Linked DNA regions of Pan troglodytes: region 1 is linked to region 2. Evidence: chromatin contacts called from public Hi-C data. All regions are on one chromosome and are shown on one strand. Each heading gives the region's core, a stretch centred on a gene start, on an enhancer-like site or on the middle of the called end of the contact. The rest is flanking DNA. Distances are from core to core; before and after follow the strand shown.

Region 1 (6,862 bases), core at 4,117-6,616, 140 kb before region 2:
GTTCCAATAGATACTTCTTATTGCCTCCAGTGGACTTAAAAAAATCAGATTCTGCTTTCTTTTTATTTTCATAATTACTGTTAGTCTAATACTGAGTTAAGTTTGAATGCCAAGTAATAGAATATGAGAACAATTGGATCAACCAATCCTCTTTAAAATGCTTTTCATTTAACAAAATGCCATCAGCATTTAGCCACACAGCAGATTTAATACCCAGTCACTATGAAGCAACTCTGAGAATAATGGAATGATTTGGAGTGCCGCTGGTGGTTACAGGAAATTTTACAGTGATGTGTTTGGTGTTTAGCTCACAGATTTCTTCCTCAGAAGACTGAATGGTTCTAGCAATGAGCTAGCAACATGACTCCACAAGTTCTTTGAGTAGCCTTTATTCGTGTTGCACAGGATTTCGGCTTCTGGCCTCCTGGAGTTAATTGCAGCCGCCAGTCTTTCCTGCAGAGCCAGCTGCTTTTTATGGTCAGAGGAGATAAACAGAGGCTCAATAGGAGATCTATTTCTAGGCATTGAAAGGGCCTCTGTGCCGCTGGTTGAGGGGAAAATCATCCAATCTCCCTCATGAAATGCCTGGACCATTTCTTGGGGCTGTTCTCCTTAAACTGGCACTTCCTGTACCCAGTTTAAATAGTAGATAGGCTAAAAAATATAAGCCTTAAAAAGTCTTAAGGTATGAAATCATGTCTAACTGAGCAAAACAACATTCAAAGTTGGCAAGCTAATATGTGTTCATTCAATGTTGAATTAATGGCCAGTATGGGAAGCATATTAATTTGGGAGGGGGTGGGGGGGTCAAAATTATAACCCAGCAGTTGTCAATAACATTTTCTGGGTTAAGAGTGATTTGCTTGAGGGAAGGGGGAAGGGAGTTTCCATTCATTGAATACTACTTTGGGCTTCCTACACGAACGGTATCCAAAGTACACTTATTCCCATTTTATAGTTGTTAAAGCAAAATTTAACTTTATAAAATTGTAAAAGAGGATTATAATTGCTGTAGTTTGATTTTATTGCATATTATTGGTTATATAATATGGTATAAGTATATGAGAGAGCTGGTTCCCCTCATAGTCAAGGGAAGGAAATTTGGCTCCAGGGTTGAGCACCTGGTCCGAGGCTGCAGCACCCAGGAGGAGGCAACAGAAACCAGGTTTTTCGACTCCTGAATCAATGCTCATTTCACTACCCAGACCACCTTATTTATATGATGGAAGTTTCTTGATTAGGAAGCAAGTCAATAATAAAACCCCTAGTTTCAGTTGTAGCATTAAGAATAAATATCTTCTTTCACAATGATTTTTATTTCTGAAAAGAAATAGCCTTCTGTCAAGAAACAATGCACTTTTAAGATATTTTTCACTATTACCAATTGATTACATAAAAATGCATACTGTAGAAGGAGATAGAACGATTTGATTCCAGCTCTAGGAAATAAATGTGCAGCTCAAATGATTTTCTAATAAGATAGCATCTGCTTATATTGCTATTTAAAAACTATTTAGGTCCATATAAATTAGTTAGAATCACCTTCACAAATAGGAGTGTGCCTTTAAATTCAATGCATTACATATGGAAATAGGTTCTCTAAGGTTTACAGACTTTTGAATTTTAGTGTAAGATGTTGTTGCCTTTGTTCTGTAATAAAAACACACACATTTTCTAGAAGGAAAACTCTGCCTGTATCAAATTGGTTGTATGTCCCCTGCATCCTAAAACCAGATTATTCCGAGGAACAGTGGATGTGGAGTGGGTTTTCTACCATGGAAGGCTGGGGTGCTCCCTGGACTGTGCTGTGGCCTGTCCTAGGGCCCCTGCTATTGTCAGGTTGGCTGTCCCAATCCTCCAGGGAATTCCATATAGGGAAGAAGGGAATGTGTTCTTTCATTCCTTCAAAAATATTTGTTGAGTCATTGATTACTATGTGTTAGACACTGTTCTAGTTACGGAAGCAGCACATACCAGACATTTTAAAGTCCCAACAACCCTTTCCCATAAGTCTATTATAATTTTATAGATGAAGAATCTGACATACAAAGAGATTAAGTATCTTGTCCCAGGTCCCTGAGCTAAAAGGTAGTAAAAACTGGAGCCTAAATTTGTATGGGCCCAATGTCTATGTTCTTTCTATCATGTCTGGTGTACATGTGTGTATATATATATGTGTGTATATATATACACACACATACACACACACACATATATGTACACACACACTTATATATATCACATTTAGGACATACTTATACTAAAAATTACTGCTTGTCTATCTGAAATTAAAATTTAACTGAGTGTATTATATTTAATCGGGCAACCCCTTGGAAGTGTTTTTCAGGGCCAGCAATGAGGCAACAGGATATTATCACGTTTCCCTTATTTCTTTCCTTTGCATGTTTCAAAGTAAATTGCATACACACAGAAATTCAAACACGCTTTAAGAAATCTTTTGCTCAAGAAGAACAGTATTTTGTTTTGAAGGATGTAATTGAAACGAGGAAACTAGGAAAGCATGCAGCTTTCCTTCCTTTTTTTTCCCTTTTCCTTCCTCTCTCTTTTCTGTTATTACTCTCTTTCTTTTCTTTTACTTTTTACTTCCTTTCTTCCTTCTCCCTTTGTAGAGCACATATTAAGGGCCAGGACTTGTGCCCTGTTGGGGATAATTGTCCCTGCCTTGAAGGAACACAAAGACCTGAAGGAAACTGTGAAAAGTGCTGTAATAGGTTGAATGGTGTCTTCCCAAAAGTTAATGTCCTCTTGGAACCTCAGAATGTGACTTTATTTGAAATAGGGTGTTTGTGGATGTAATTGTAGTATTTAAGTGAAGGTCTGTATTCCTTTGTTAGGGCTGTCATAACAAGGTACCACAGACCCGGAGTGGGAGGGACTTATACAATAGAAAGTTATTTTCTCACAGTTCTGGAGGCTAGAAGTCTAAGATCAAGGTGTAAACAGGGTTGATTTCCTCTGAGGCCTCTCTCCTTGGCTTGCAGTTGGCCATCTTTTCTTTATGTCTTCAGCATAAACTTTCCTCTGTGTATGCCTGTGTCCCAGTCTCCTCTTATGAGGATGCCAGTCATATTGGGTTAGGGCCCACCCGTATGACCTCATTCTACCTTAGTTCCCTGTGTCAAGATTCTATCTCCAAATACAGTCACAGCCTGAGGCTGTGGGGATTAGGACTTCAACATATGAATTTAGAGAGAACACATTTCTGCCCCAAAGATGACACTGGATAAGGTTGGGTCCTATATCCAATGACTGAAGTGAAGTGAAGATACAGCAAGTCAAAGAATGCCAAGGATTGCTGGCAACCACCAGAAGCGAGGAGAGAGACAAAAAACACATTCTCCTTCAGAGCCTCCAGAAGGAAACAGTGGTGCTGACACTTTGATTTCAGACTTCAGGGCTCTCTATGAGAGAATTAAGTTTGTTGTTGTAACCCACCCAGTTTGTGGTATTTTGCTACTTCTACCCTAGAAAACTAATGCAAGTGCCTTGCTCAGTGGTGATTTACAAAGAGTCCTTAACAGAGGGGGCCATGGTGATGCACCCTGGATGGTACAGGCAGGATGGCATCTAGCAGGAGAAAATGCTGGGGCTGAGGACGATGGAGAAGTAGGAGTTAGGAGGAGGAGGAGGAGGAGGAGGAGGAGGAGGAGGCGGAGACTCTGCCTATGGGAGTATGCAGATGCACAGCTGCTTGACAGGGCCTGTCTGGATTACAGAAATAATAGAACTGAACAGTTGGAACTAACTTTAAATATAGGTTACATGGACCCACATTTAATTGCTGAAAGAGATCTTAGAGATTACCCTTGCACTCCTTGATTTTAGACCAAAGTCTGGGAAGGTATGTGGCTATGCCAATATCACAGAGCAAATTAATGTAAGAATTCAAGATAGGAATCCATTTGTCCTAAATCTTTGCCTAGTACTCTCCACAAGACCAGGATTGGAGCCCAGCCTTCACCAAGATCCACATACAGGGTATGTCTAATAACACAGGAGGGGCCCTAAACATGCTTACTACTACTACTACTACTAATAAACTGAATAAGTAATATTGAATAAACTTTCAATGAATTGAATGTCAGAAAGAAAATAACTGGTATTATGCTATGTACTTTCATATACACTGTCTCATTTGATGGGAACAAAAACTTCTATCTGTTGTTTTATTATTCCCCAATTTCCAATTACTCTTTTAGAGTTGCAGATGTCAAAGGACAGTTTGGGTACCCTGCCTCAGAGTCCCTCGTTAACAAGAGAAGGGCTCTCAGAAGCAGTCTAGCTTGATAGCTCAGGGCTCCCAGGCCCAGGTTTAGATCACACCTCTGTCCTTGCAGACTCTGTGATGGGGGAGGTTATTCAGTCTCTGTCAAGGGTAATAAATAATGCAACAACGGTGATTCTAATAGTTTAAAACGGATCTGGATACCGTGATGTAGTGGGAAAAAACTTGCCCTTGGTATTCAAATCAGATTGATGATGCAACTCTGTCCTGACTTCACTTTCCTCATCTCTGAAATGGGAATAATGTTTAACTCATAGGGTTGTGAGGATTTTCCAGGAAAATCGCACACAACCCCGCACGTTTCTACTTGTTAAAGGAACTCAGTCAGCCGAAATTCTTGCCAGCTTTCGTCCCGACCCCATCCCCAGGGCTCCTCCTGGTTCCTGGTGGGCCCTCTTTCCTAGTCTATTTTTTTTTTTAACTTTCTCTTCGTTTTGTCTTTCCTTTCTCTCTCCCTTTCATCTCCTTCTCCCTCCGTTACTTTTCTTTTGGGTTACCTTTTTAATGAGATGTAGAAAATGTATCAGCAGGTTTATGAAAAGTGAACTGGCAGATGGAAGATGTCACCATGACACTGAGGGAAACTGTTTTCTAACCCCCACCAAAGTAATTTAATTTACACATTTACTTCCTCAAAAAAAGAAAAAAAAAAGCTTTTATGCTTTCAGCACGCAGGCAATGGAGACAGCCTCGGGTCGTGTTGCCCACACGCAGGTGCTGCTAGCTGCCTCCCAGTCGCTCTCCTCGCGCATCTTCCCAGGGGACATCCGCCCTCCCGGGACTGTGCTCCGGACAGCGGGGGAGGGCAGAGGCAGGGGCAGGGAGGTGACAAGCAGCGCCCCGCAGTGTGCACCGTGCGCTTCACTCCGCGCTCCTCTCCGTGCACCCAGACCCAGAGCAGCCCCGCCCGGCAGCCAGCACAACTGCCCCGCGCCACAGGCCGCCGGCCTCTGCTTGCCGGGGCTGCGGGGGAAGAACATGCCCCCGTGCACTAGCTCCGCGTTCCCGAAGGAAGGTTTTCGCAGCCATGGGCAGTGGGCCTTTAGTCTCCCGCTCCATGCGCTGGGAAGGGATCAACTGAGCGGCGCGGAGCCGTCAGCGGTCTCTGCGTGGAGGCTGCAGCCCCGCCGACGCCCTCGCCGACGCCCTCGCCGACGCCCCCGCCCCCGCCCCCGCCCCCGCCCCCGCCCCGCCCTCTATACTATGGACAAAGGCAATCCGGATTTGTTTTTGTTTTCGTGGTTTTCTTTGTTGATGATGGGAGCTGGAAATTGGGGAGAAGAGAATTTTGCAGTTGTGAAAGGGCATCTCTCTCTTCCCTTACTTATTATTTTCTTCAAAGATAACAGAATTTCCCCATGGCAGGAACCGCAGACTGGCAAGCAGGAGACCTGAGTTTGAGTTGAGCCTTTGCTATGTGACCTCAAACAAACCATTGAACTGTATTTTTTATTTTTTAGTTTAGCTGGGCTTAGCTTTGTTGTTTTCTTTCCCACATTGTTTATAAAACGAGGATACTAATAACACCACAGAGGGGTTGTAAGGATTACATACACGTGAACAGACTACGTGAACGCATAGTAGGCGCTAGATAAAGATTTGTTTTGAAATTATCCATAACAACACCTCCAATATAAGGAATAAGAGACCTAGGAAGCCCAGAGAGGGCAAGTTAGCATGCCAGTTGGAGGATGAAAACCAAGGCTGGAACTAAGGTTTCCCATTTCCAGCTTCGTGTTCTTCCCATTTCCCACTCCTCCGCTGATTCTAACCTAGTGCACTTACAACTCTGGAGAAGGGAGACCCAGTTGGAATCGCTGGCTTCACCATTCTGAAGTTGAGGCGTCTTGGGCACGTCTCTTATAAAACTTTTTTGTTTTATAGTTTTGTAATTTGTTCCTCAAACGTTTCAATGCCTATGATGTACCTGCCAGTTACCATAGACGGTGCAGGGGACCCAAAAATGAATAGAACATGATCCGTGACCTCATGGAATTCACGTTCTTGCTAGAGGGCCTCATGCATAATATAAGCAAAAATAAATAACCAATCTGTTGGTGATTATATTAATAGAGCATGGTGGAAGGAAGAGTTCTGTTTAATGTCGGGGATTGGGGGGGGTCCCAATGTCTCAACAGTGAGCAAGGACTGGAGAGGTTAACTTGGAACGTGCTATCCAGGTTCCACCTCCACCCCTCACCTTTCTCCACACCTCTCCTCCTGACCCAAGCTACTCTGTCTCATCCCACCCACCCACTCCGGGGGCTGATTCGTTCACTGCCCAGCCTGAGAGTGTTGATGACTGACAGTTCTAAGCTGAACCCACTCTGGAGTGTTCTCAGCTGAAAGGGTCACCTCCTCCCAAAGTCATGCTTCCAAGGGCAGCTCCCATTCAATGACTGATCTATGCAGAGTGTTAAGGCTTACTCTCATTTCAATTTGGGACAACTCTCTGCAGAGCCTTCCCAGCTTCCGGCTGATAGGTTACGGCTGATGAGCTCAGGCCTGTGTGGGGACTTCATTGCAGTCTAGTTTCTCTCCCTGCCCAATCCTGTT
Region 2 (6,769 bases), core at 826-3,325:
TCTTTCTGTTTTGCTTCCCTCTTAAAGAGTGCTGGCTTAAAACCTCAGTGAAAAAAAAGTACTTCAACTTTACTGTGGAAAAAGGAAACTGAAAAGTAGGCAAAGGCCAAGGGATACATTTTTTTAAACATTCACTCTTTCCTGGAATATACAAATGAAGCAAAATTACAAATTCATGTATTATGGGTCTGAAATATTTATTCCAATTCTTTTCTCCACCAGCTCCATAAATATTTATTCTATGCCCACTGCTTGTTAGTTTCTGGGATACCAGGCCGATGAGGCAGTCTCTTCCTCTCCTCCTTTGAGCAAGCTTGTGCTTGCAATCCTGTATAAGAAATAAGAGGAGGGCAACAACGTGTATCTTGTGCCTTCTACACATGCCAACCATAGCCTGAAGTTCACAGCAAGGTTAAATTCCAGTTAAGTAAACCAGTGAGGTCAAAATACACTTAAATAACAACTGAGACGTGAGAAACTAACAGAGATCCTCAGTAAGTGTGTCGGTCACCTCTTCGCGCGAGCAGGGAGATCAGATCGAGAGCAGGACCTCCTCGCCAGTGATTTGGAATGATAAATGGGGAAGAGAAGGGGGTGAAGTTACCTGGGCGCTCAGGTAGACTTTGAGGCACTCCTCGCACACGGCCTTCTTGCAGCAAGGCAGGGGCTTGATGGGCTTGTCTTCCAGGCACACCCGGCACATCAGCACCATGAGGGGCGCATAGGGATCCCCTACACCGCCCAGGCCAGAGTAGGTTGGAGCTCCCAACAGGCTGGGCATGGAGAACGGCTCGGGCGCCAGGTAGAACTCCAGCTCGATGCTGCCGCCGTCGGGGGAGAGGGAATCCTTTGGGAGGGACAGTCGGGGGCTGGGGAAGGAAGAGCGGCTGCTGGGAGGGTTCAACACTGGCGGAGCCCCAGGTGGCGACGCGGGCGGCGAGAGCTGCTCCGAGGCGGGGGCCTCGGGCAGGTCGCTCTCCACGCAGTACACGGAGCAGAAGACTTGTCTCTTGGCGAGGGGCGGGCGCCGCTGACCCAGCACGTCCAGGACCAGTCCGTCGGCGGCCCCCGCGCGGGTCCTGGGCTCCAGCTCTTCGCCGGGGGGCGCCTCCTGCTGTTCATCCCCTCCCTCTTTTCCATCCCCAGCTTCCTCCTCTTCCTCCTCCAGCTCCAACTGCAGTGGCAAGGTCTGGGGATTGAGAGGCCCGGTGAGTGCCAGTCCCGCAGGCTGCGCCGGTGCTCGGCTCTTACTCCAGCCCGGGGGCCCCAGGCTCCTCGCGGGCTCCGGGGCGCTGGTGTCCGCGCAGCCCCAGTCGCTTCCGCAGCCACCGCTGCTCGGCTCCGCGGAGGCGGCGCGCAGCGGGGGCGCCCGGGCGCTGTCCCCCTGAGGCCTCGGGAGCTCAGGGTGGCCCGCAGTGCCACTGGCGAGGGTCTGCGACTCCTGGGGCCCGCCGCCGCCGCTCACCGTGCTCTGCTCCTCGCCCATCGCCGCCCGCGGCCCGCGCCGCCGCTGCCCATCCAGCCACCGGGACCCCCACCCGGCGCCGGCGGGCAGCGGGGGCAGTGGCTCGGCTCGACTCGCGGCTCCGCTTCTGCTTCCGGGTCCTTCCTCCTGGGCTGGGACGCCCCAAGTCCCCTCCGGGGAGCCCGTGCTCCGAGGCTGCGGCGCGTGGGGAGCCTGGCCCGGCCCGCCGCTCCTCCTCGTACTCTGGCGCGGCGGGGCACCGCCTCGGGGGCGCCGAGGGCCGCTCGCTCTGGGCTCGGGCGCGCCCGCCCCACATGCAGCTCGGGGCGGCGCCGCAGCCCCAGCGAGCCCCAGGCGGGACAGAGGGGTCTGGGAGGAGACGGCCGTCAGTCCCGCGCCATCACCGGTCCCGGCTGCCGGACGCGCGGCCCGAGGGCGGTGGTCAAAGGGTCGAGGGGCCTGTGGCGCCGCCGCGGCGCGCACCAGGAGGTGCAGCCGGAGCGCTGGCCAGTCGCAGGGCCCCTGGGGGAGAGGCCGGAGCGGGCGACCTCCCTCTCCCCGCGCTTCACCTACAGCCCTCCTCGCCGCCCCTCACCCCACCCCTTTGGCGCACACCTCCCCACACGTACACACGCGCGCAGGCACCCGCGCACACACACACGCACACCCTGAGTGGGTGTGATCTAAGAGCTGAGATGCGCTTTCTCGCCCGGAGTTCACACTCAGCCTCAACAAAACCCTCAGAGCAGGCAGGCTCCCCTTTGGTCTCCGCATTCAGTAGAACTTCCTACAAAACTACACTCAGCTCTGGAATTAGTAAACGCTGGCTATTTAGGATGTCCAGTTCAGAGAAATAATGCTAAGGATTATGAATTCTAAATGCTGTATATTACAACTCTGTTTTTCTGCCTAGTGGAGTAGGAAGAATCTTCGAAACCCATAAATAATCGAAAAAGCACTTTCGATCTACTCCTCCAACTGGAATCCTTACAAGAGTTGATAACTAATTTAAGATTTGTCTCTTTTTCTTCGCCTACAGTGTTCTCTTAGAAGTTTTTTTTTTTTTTTAACCCTTTTCAGCATTCCAAAATATAGCACAAGGTGGAAAAATGTCCTGACCTAATTAATAAACTGGATCATTAGTGGAAATCATGGGCAGTTTCATTAGCATAACCATATTTATCCTCAAAACTGTTTCCAAAACAACAATTATATGTGAGCCAGGACTTAATTATGTGTTGATCTATCTTTATTTTACAGGAAGTATTACTTACTCACCCAGACACTGGTGTTTTAGTTCCCTAAAGCCAGTGAAAACATTTTTGGGAAGCCAGCCCTTGTTTTTTTTCTCCTGAGAGGGAATTCAATTTACACATTCATGTAATAGCAAGGAACTGTAAAGTGTGTAGAATTTTATTTTTTAATCTCGAAGTTGTTATTGGGTTGTTCTAAAATATTTTCCAAATCAGATGCAAATGATACAAAGGTGACTAGCGATGCAAACTAAGAAAGCAGTGTAATGCCAAAGAACATTTCCATCATATATGTGTGTCTGAGGCTCAGTTGCAAGCAAAGGTATGAATTCGATGTCTAAATGCCATGTCATCTATCGGTCTGACCCAAGAATGGAAAATTCTTATTTTGAAGATTAAATGCTATTCGAGGATTCTTTTCTTTTTTATCTCAGCTAAGTGATTTCCTGGTAACTGCTGTTTTCTCCAAATGATACTTTAAGTGCTTATTGTTTTAAAGACAGAGACAAGAAACCTACTTATGTGTGCCTTTTGAGTGTGCCATCTGATGACCAAGCCACTATTCTTTCCAGAGATATAAAAGTAATCTGCATTTTCCAGGTGACAACAGGCTAAGACCAGAGTAACAATAATGGATGCCAAAAAGTATATTCCCACAGCGTCTATTGGAATAAAACCCCTCAAAGTCCTCTTATAGTTTTGGGAACCCCTCCTCACACACATTTTTCACTCGTATTCTGAGAACTTGTTCTTCCAGTGTTTACCATTTTATTCCTTATCCCTTAGGTTCCAGCTTACTGGAAGTGGCTGTCCTCTACACCAAACCCATTAGAAGTCCCTGCTGGGACTCATGATGGCCGCCCATATCTCTGCTGCTTAAAACTGCAGCCCTTTATTTTGCCATGACTTCTTCCCTACAGAATTCTTTGGGCCTTTGTGAAAATAGAATAATATGTGGTTCCCTATTTCCACCCTCCAGATTGGCCCAAACTTGCCTGAATCCTTGACCCACCACCCCTGGCATTCAATCTAGTGCTCATGGGACTCCAGCAGCATGGAAGTGAATTAAATTGAAAAGTTAACATGGTGGTTCCACAATGAATTTTCTCTGAAGTGCATGAAGCACCAGTAATGATTGTTTCGATGGGATTAATTTTTTAAAGAAGGATTGGTAGAAAACATTTTATTAACCAATATTTAATATTTTAGCAAAAATTCCATTTATCTGCCACAAGCTTAATATTCTCAAAACTCAAACCATCTGCTCCATCTCAGGTTGTACACAACTGTTGATACAACGTAAGTACTATCACTAATATCCTGCTCCTACCAATATAAAGCCTCAAAATGTCCTAATCTGCAGTGAACTGTGTACCTTCCCTAAAATCCAGACTTCAATATCAGAAAACTATGTCAGTTTTAGAATGCTGTTTTTTCTATTATTGCCTTTCTTATCCTGGCATTAAAACATGACTTCTTTTTGGCTCCCTTCAATTTTTTAAAATCATTTTTATTAATGCATAATATTTGAACATATTTGTGGGATATATGTGATATTTTGATATATGCATACCATGTGTGATGATCAAATAAAGGTACACAGGATATTCATCACCTTGAACAGTTATCATTTCTTTGTGTTGGAAACATTTCAAATATTCTCTTCTAGCTATTTTAAAATATACAGTATATAGCTATAGTCAGCCTACTGTGCTATTGAACACTAGAACTTAGTCCTTCTATCTAAGTATATGTTTGTATACATATAACCAACTTCTCTTCATCTGCCCCTGTGTTTCCAGCCTCTGGGAACTATCATTCTCCTTTCTACTTCCCTGAGATCAACTTTTTAAACTCCCATATATCGAGAACATGTGATATTTGTCTTTCTGTGCCTGCCTTATTTCACTTAACATAATGATCTCTAGTGCCATCCATGTTGCTGTAAATGACAAAATTTCATTTTTTATGGCTAAATAGTATTTTATTGAATATACATACCATATTTTCTTTATCCATTCATCTGTTGATAGACACTTAGGTTGATTCCATATCAACCTCTTGTGAATAGTGCTATAATAAATATAGGGGTGCAGATGTCACTTTGATTTACTGATTTCCTTTCCTGCTACTGGATAAATACCCAGTAATGAGATTGCTGGATCATATGGTAGTTATATTTTTAGTTTTTTGAGAAACTTCCAGACTATTTTCTATAATGACTATACATATTTATGTTCCCATCAAGAGTGTATAAAATTTCCCTCTTCTATGCATCCTGGCCACCTTTTGTTATTTTTTGTCTTTTTGATAATAGTCATTCTAACTGTGGTAAGATGATGTCTCATTGTGGTTTTGATTTGCATTTCTCTGGTGATTGATGATGCTGGGCATTTTTTAAATAAACTTGTTAGCCATTTGTATGACTTCTTTTGAGAAAGAAAGTCTATATAAAAGAAAGTCTTTTGAGTTGATTTTTGTGATCAACTGTGTGAGTGATAGGTGTCTAGTTTCATTCTTATGCATAGGGATTTCCAGTTTTCTCGGCATCATTTATTGAAGAGAATGTCTTTTCCCCAATGTTTATTCTTGGCACCTTTGTTGGAAATTAGTTGGCCATAAATATGTGGACTTAATAATATTTCTGGATTCTCTATTTTGTTTCATTGGTCTATGAGTCTGTCTGTTTTTATACAGACTTTCTTTTATACAGACAAGAAATGTCTATTAATGTCCTTTGCCCAATTTTTAGTGCAATTATTATATATATTATACTGTTGAGTTTTTTGAGTTCCTTGTATATTCTGGATATTAGTCCCTTGTGGGATGAATAGTTTGCAAATATTTCCTCCCATTCTGCAGTTTGTGTCTTTGCTCTCTTGATTGTTTCCTTTGCTGTGCATAAGTGTTTTAGTTTGCTCTAATCCCATTTGTCTATTTTTCCCTTTGTTGCCTTTGTTTTTGCAGTCTTAGTCATAAAATTATTGCCTAGACCAATCTCCTACAGCATTTCCCTTATGGCTTCTTGTAGTAGTTTTATAATTTCAGGATTTACATTTGTATTTAATCCTTTTTGAGTTGATTTTTGTATATGGTGAGTCATAGGGATCTAGTATTATTATTCTGTATATGGTGAGTGATAGGGATCTAGTTTTATTATTCTGTATATGGATTTCCAGTTTTCTCAGCACCATTTATTGAAGAGGGTGTCCTTTCCACAGTGTTTATTCTTAGTGCCTTTGTTGAAAAATCAGTTGGCTGTAAATATGCAGACTTATTTCTGGATCTCTATTCTGCTTCATTGGTCTAGAGTCTGTGTTTATAACACTACCATGCTGGTTTGGTTGCTATGGCATTGTAATATAATTTGAAGTCAGGTAGTGTGACGCTTTCAGCTTTGTTCTTTTTGCTCGGCATTGCTTTGGATACTTGGGCTCTTTTTCTGTTCCATTTGAATTTTATGTTTTTTTCTCTATTTCCATGAAAAATAACGTTAGTATTTTGATAGAGATTGCATTGAATTTGTAGATTGCTTTAGGTAATATGGTCATTTTAACGATGTTTGTTCTCCTTATCCATGAGCATGGGATGTCTGTCCATTTGTTTGTGTCCTCTTTAGTTTCTTTCATCAGTGTTTCACAGATTTTTTTCTAGAGATCTTTTATCATCTTGGTTAAATGTATTCATAGGTATTTTATTTATTTATTTATTTTTAAATATTGCAAACAGGATTATCTTCTTGACTTCTTTCTCAGCTACTTCCTTATTGTTGTTCAGAAGTGCTACTGATCTGTGTATGTTGGTTTTGTATCCTATAACTTTGCTGAATTTATCTGTCATAACTAGGAGTTTGTTTGATGCCTTTACTCATCTCTTCTCCTTCAGGAACACCCAAAATTTGAATATTTGGTCACTTTTTGGTCTCATATGTTATGTAGGCTTTGTTCTTTTTTATTCTTTTTTGTTTTTTGTCTGATGGGATTATCACAAAAGGCGTCTTCAAGTTCAGAAATTCTTTTTTCTGCTTGACTTAGTGGATTTTGAAGCTCTA

What was found. Hi-C and Micro-C count contacts between places; a contact is called where the count stands out from the background.
Region 1: a contact with region 2 is called in a Hi-C map of stem cell-derived neural progenitor cells, with 5 times the contacts expected there. The contact joins the enhancer-like site here to the promoter of RNF217 in region 2. A contact is called at or near these places in 1 of 7 Hi-C or Micro-C datasets (stem cell-derived neural progenitor cells) and 1 of 1 datasets of contacts at active chromatin or transcription factors (stem cell-derived excitatory neurons).

Annotation. Positions count from the first base shown.
Region 1 is chr5:136,981,720-136,988,581 of NHGRI_mPanTro3-v2.0_pri, reverse strand. No RefSeq gene overlaps it. Among named protein-coding and RNA genes, the nearest start is that of TPD52L1, 52 kb to the left of the region's middle. Within about 2 kb of position 5,366, at least 16 of the 24 cell types and tissues checked have an H3K27ac peak or open chromatin away from gene starts, as enhancers often do. A contact at or near this core is called in stem cell-derived excitatory neurons and stem cell-derived neural progenitor cells, where this site is marked.
Region 2 is chr5:136,835,445-136,842,213 of NHGRI_mPanTro3-v2.0_pri, reverse strand. RNF217 (ring finger protein 217) reads right to left here and starts at 2,075. Exons shown (of 5, transcript XM_054686920.2): 1 at 605-2,075. The coding sequence starts at 1,486. LOC104006968 (a long non-coding RNA gene) reads left to right here and starts at 722. Exons shown (of 9, transcript XR_010158180.1): 1 at 722-802.